2 separate regions of the Hordeum vulgare genome follow, and region 1 is linked to region 2. A link is a contact called in public Hi-C data. All regions are on one chromosome and are shown on one strand. The core of a region is the stretch at or near the end of the contact, and the rest is flanking DNA. Distances in the headings are between cores, read along the strand shown. Region 1 holds the start of LOC123445119 (ubinuclein-1-like). Region 2 has its middle 140 kb from the start of LOC123445115.

Region 1 (2,700 bases), core at 143-2,642, 350 kb before region 2:
TAGAACTCCTTGAGATTTTTGAACATGCAACATCACTCTAAAACTGGTTCAATGTATTATATGATTTCTTTAATGACTAAAAGTTTCTCACGAGCGTGGAGAGATATAAAACGAGAGCCAACTAAGACTAGTCAAACAACAACAACAACAACAACAACAACGCCACCACCACCACTAAAATCTTTAGTCCTAAACAAATAGGGTAGGCTAGATTTAAAACTCATAAGATCTCGCAATCACTTCATGGTTCTCACACATGTATAGCATGCTTCCAGAGACCCCTGTTTATGGCTAGTTCTTTGATGATACTTCAATGCTTCAGATTTCTTTTTACGGACTCCCTCATATCAAGTTTAGTCTACCCTACCTTCTTTGACATTATTAGTACACTTTTAGCCGTCCGCTATGGTGCTACACGTGCAAATAAACTTCTTACAAAGTTTAAAGTTTAGTATGAATTGCACAAATGTTTTTGTACTCGCACCTTTCACAAATATAAGATGATATAACTTTTTACCGAATCAGATGTATATAGACAAATTTTATTGTATTAGCAAAAGGACTTGTGCGTTGCAACAAAAAACACTTAGTTCAAGATTTTACAAGGCCATGTCTTCTATTTGATACACTATATTTAGTAGGTATAGATTTGTTTAGTCATTAGGTATACATTTGTTCACTCATTTTAGAGCGTATATAGTCCACACTGAAGTATCAAAACATATTATATTTGTCAACAGAGGGAGTATATAACTTTATTGTTTGTGTAAATGGATCTATGCCACTATCTCGTGCTAAAATGTGAACTGCATTGTAAATCAATCCGTGGTTGGATGGTTAGAAAAACAGAGGTGTCTTAATCCATCAAGTTTCAAGTCCTAAACTTTACATGGTGCTCGTATTTTTTTTTTTGATTTATTTTAGAACTTTTGATGACGTGCATATAGTGAGAGGAAACAGTGTTTCCGTCCACTATGAAGACATTTGTGGTAACTTCGTCATTGTCAACATGATGTGTCCGTCTAATCTTTTGAAGGTGTTCATAGAAATAGAATATGTATGTGTATATTTATAGAAATGAATGTATGTATGTATATATGAGCGGCTCGTGTGTACGGTCTTAAAAAAATACAAACTGCACCTCCAACAGGGTGATTACGTTATAAATTTATCCTTTTTCCGAGGGGTGGTAAGTCAAATCTATCCTTGACAACGAAAAGGGTTCCCTAACACGGCTAGCACGGGCTAGAAACGTTGGCCCAAAACCATGGGCCGGTGCAACTTTAAATGCTATAGCAAATGTGGACCGAGCATGCCGTAAAGCAGGTCAAGGAAGGAAAAACAGGTCCAAAGCCCAGGCGCGGCTCCCTCCTCTAAAACCACGAGCCGACGGCGGCGAGACCGCGAGCCAACGGCGACGAGAAAGCTACACGACTCGGCGGTTATCCCACACCCCGCCCCGCCGCGCGTCGCCGTCCGCATTCGCTCCCATCCCCGCGCCACCCGCCGCCTTCTCCCCGACCGAATCCGACGGCCTCCTCCTCTCCTCGCCTCCTTTAATCCTCTCCCCACGCGAAACCGTGGGCGCTCTCGTCTCCCTTCACTCCTCGCTCCTCCGCCCCGTGACACCCAACCCTCCAAAACCCTAGCCGTCTGTCGCCGCGGCTCGATCTAATGCTGTGACCTCCCGACACCGTCCCCGCCTCCCCGCGTCGCGATGGAAGGCCCCGTCGCCGCCCCCTCCTCCTCCGCCGCGCCCGCCGTCGCTAGGGTTACGGCCGCCGCGCCCTCCGCTGCCGCGGCCCCGCAGCCTCTCGCCGCGCAGCAGCCGCCTGCCGCCGCGGTCGCGGGAGCCGCGGCGGGGTGCCGCAGGCAGGTGTTCTCCGTGGAGCTCCGGCCCGGTGAGACCACCATTGTGTCGTGGAAGAAGCTGCTGAAGGAGGCCGGGCACGCGGCGGCCGCACCTTCGCAGCCGCTGGCAGTGGTGCCGGCGGAGCCTGCCGTTGCTGCACAACCGGGCCCGCCCGCTGCGGTAAGCAGTGCTCCTGCTTTGGGTGTTGTCTGTCTGTCGATTGATTTGGGTGTGATAGTTTGCTGCGCAGATTTGACCTGCGGCTAGATGCATAATTGCATCGGTGTGCTCGTTTTCTCTGTCAAAATAGCTGCAAGGGCACTAGAAGCCAAGTGTGCGATATTTCAGTAGTTCAGTATCATTTCCTTCTGTCTTTGTAATTCTTGTAGTAGTTGGTCATGCCACAACCTTATCATTCCACATACATTGCTCTTCACCAAGCATTTTGGTTTCAGATAGTGCATGCTGAACATACGAGGAGTGCTCTGTGTGTTTAACATCGAGTTTATTATACTATTCAAAATCAGGCACACCCTGCAGAAAATGACCCAGAAGATCCAGCACAGCCAAATCGGTTCAATGCCGTTATCGAGAAAATTGAGCGCCTTTACATGGTAAAACGAATAATGACATTATTTCACTCCAAATTGTCCATGCACTGAGTTATGACTCTATTCAAATTGCCAGGGTAAACATAGCAGCGATGAAGAAGATCTTGGTGATGTACCGGACGACGATCAATATGACACTGATGATTCTTTTATTGATGACGCTGAATTGGTTGGTTGCTCAATTCTACTTAGCCTTATCTTATATACATATGAGAACGACCATATGGTTCTTCTGTA
Region 2 (2,700 bases), core at 86-2,585:
AAAAATTATTGAATTCGAATAAAAAATCATTGATTTCTAAATTTGAAAAAAAACTCATTGACTTTCAAAGAATTTCATTATATTTGAAAAACATTCGTGGATTTTGAAAATAATTCATTGGAATTGAAATAAAGTTTATTCAAGATTATGGACTTTAAAAAATATGTTTATTTTGGAAAAACAGTTCATTGATTTTTTAAAAATAATTGAATTTGAAAAAATCAAATTGAAAAATCAATTCATTAAAGTTTAAAGGTTCATTGAATTTTACTCCTTATTCATCAATTTTAAGAAAAAGTTCAGGAATTATTACAAAAATCATCGGACCACAAAAACTAAAAAAATAAAAATCAGAAACTAAAAATTAAAGAACGAGAAAACGAAAAGGAAAGATGAATGAAGAAAGGAAGTAATATGATACAAGTTAACATAACGGGCAATGTGGTGCAGTGGTTAGGGTAGCTTAGCTCGTAGCCGAGGTTACAGGTTCAGTCACTTGCCACGGTGCCTTGCTTGCGTCTAAAAATTAGGAAGAAGAATGAGGAGATGGGCTGGCCATCATGGAAGTGCTTTACGAGTCCTTTTACAAAAACACAACTAACAGGTGCCTGAAACGCTAAATAGAAACGGTCGTTAGCAACTTTTGAACTTTTAACTCCAACGCGGCTCTCATATATGGCATTTCCTATTTGACGCTGCAGGCCTCAGTTAACGTGCATATTGTTAACTGACGCCTGCAGCGTTCTTAAATGGGCCTCTCCATCTAGATGCCGGGTGACCAACCATTTCTCCAAAAATTCAATGAAGTTTTTTAAATATTAATGATCTTTTATAAATATTTAATGAATATCTTTTAAAATTGATAAACTTTACTCTAAAATTCGATCAACTTTGAAATTCTATGAATTGTTTTGAATACCGGTGAACTTTTTAAAAATTGATGAACTTCTTTAATATTTATGAATTTTTGTATCAGTTCAATGATTTTTTTTAAATACAAGTTTTTTTGTATTTCTATGAACTAGTTTCAAATTTAATGACTTGTTGACAAATTTAATGAACTTTATCCAAATTGGATGAACTTTTTAAAATTTTAATGAACGTTTTTTTAAATTGATGAACTTTTTTAAAACAGATGAACCTTTTTGAAAGATATGATTTTTTTGAAATGGATGAACCTTTTTATTTAAATATGTAAATATTTGGTTATTTCATATTTCTATTATTGTAACAAATAGAAAATCTGGGCTATTTTTCTCTACTGTATCAACAGAATAAAAACAGCACAAAAAGATAGACAGCTCGCGACGATGCTAGTGGTCCGGTCCAGGTTAACGGGCGCCTGAAACGCTGATTCGGAGCTCCCGTCATATATCGCTGGTAGCAATCACTCACTCGCGTAGGCTAGGCAGGCCGGCCAATTATAAAAACTTTCTGAAAGGATCCTAATCAGTTTTGGGAACCTTCTCCAAAGTTCCTGAATTTCTTTTCTATTTTCCTTATATTTTTCTGCTATTTGTTCTTTTCTATGCTTCCTTGTTTTCTTTCCAAATTTTAAAAAAGGAACAACAAACTCAAAAAATGCTTGAAAATTAAAATGGTTGATAATATCACAAAACAGTTCAAGTTTTTTTAATGCTCAGAAATTCAAGATGTGTTCACAATTTCAGGAAATTTCGAGAGAATTTTTCGAATTCACAAATAGTTTTTCTAATCACGAATCTTTTACGAATTTGTGAACATTTCTTCAAATCCATGAATGAATTCTCTATCCATAGATTTTCATGAAGTTTTTTGTAGTTCTAAAACATCTTTGAATGTGCGAACAATTTACAAATCCTTTAACATTTTCTGAATTCTTTATATTTATTTTTGAATTAGTGCATAGTTCCTGAATCTGTGAACATTTCTTAAATCCCGTAAAAAAATGAATTCGTCAATATTATTGAAATGTTGAGCAGTGTTTTATTTCAGGAACATTTTTGGATCTCATGAACATATTTCAAAATTCTGGAATTTGTTAATTCGTTATTTTTGTAACTCATGAGTTTTTCTGAATTCATAAACATATATGAATTAAAGATTTTTTTTGAATTCATGATCCTTTTTCAAATATATATAATATAAGTTTTTCCCGCTTTCCTTTCATTTCTGTTTTTTTATTCATGAAAGTTTGTGAATTTGAGAATATTTTTGAATCAGCATTCTTTTCCAAATTTGTGATTTTTTCCTTTATGTTCACGTTTCCTTAGTTCAGGACATTTTGTTCAAATTGACTTGAACTTACACCACATAAAACGAATCAAAAATTTATAATCCCCGCAACCTAATTTGCGAATTTTGGGATTATAACTGACACCACTTAAAACAAATCAAAAAATTATAATCCCGGCAACCTAAGAATATTTGCGAATTTTGGGATTATAATGACACCACTTAAAACAAAATAAAAAGTTATAATCCTGACACCATTTGCGAGTTTAAGAACATTCATGAAGAATCACCATGTGCTAGCTTGAGGCAAGGCTAGTTTGTGCCATGAGCTGGGCCAAGCGTATGTTAGTATCGTGCGGGTAACCTAGTTGGCGCCACGAGCTGGCGATCTGAGCGACGCCCGCACTCATATAGAGCTCCTAGTCAGCCCTTCAATCGTTTATATACTACTCCCTCCGTACCTAAATATAAGTCTTTCTAGAGATT

Evidence for each region. Hi-C and Micro-C count contacts between places; a contact is called where the count stands out from the background.
Region 1: a contact with region 2 is called in a Hi-C map of leaf, with 2.3 times the contacts expected there. The contact joins the promoter of LOC123445119 here to the enhancer-like site in region 2. A contact is called at or near these places in 2 of 6 Hi-C or Micro-C datasets (leaf and seedling).

Annotation. Positions count from the first base shown.
Region 1 is chr3H:564,118,524-564,121,223 of MorexV3_pseudomolecules_assembly, reverse strand. LOC123445119 (ubinuclein-1-like) reads left to right here and starts at 1,392. Exons shown (of 13, transcript XM_045122053.1): 1 at 1,392-2,032; 2 at 2,380-2,466; 3 at 2,540-2,632. The coding sequence starts at 1,718.
Region 2 is chr3H:563,772,301-563,775,000 of MorexV3_pseudomolecules_assembly, reverse strand. No RefSeq gene overlaps it. Among protein-coding and RNA genes, the nearest start is that of LOC123445115, 140 kb to the right of the region's middle. Within about 2 kb of position 1,335, at least 2 of the 3 cell types and tissues checked have open chromatin away from gene starts, as enhancers often do. A contact at or near this core is called in leaf, where this site is marked.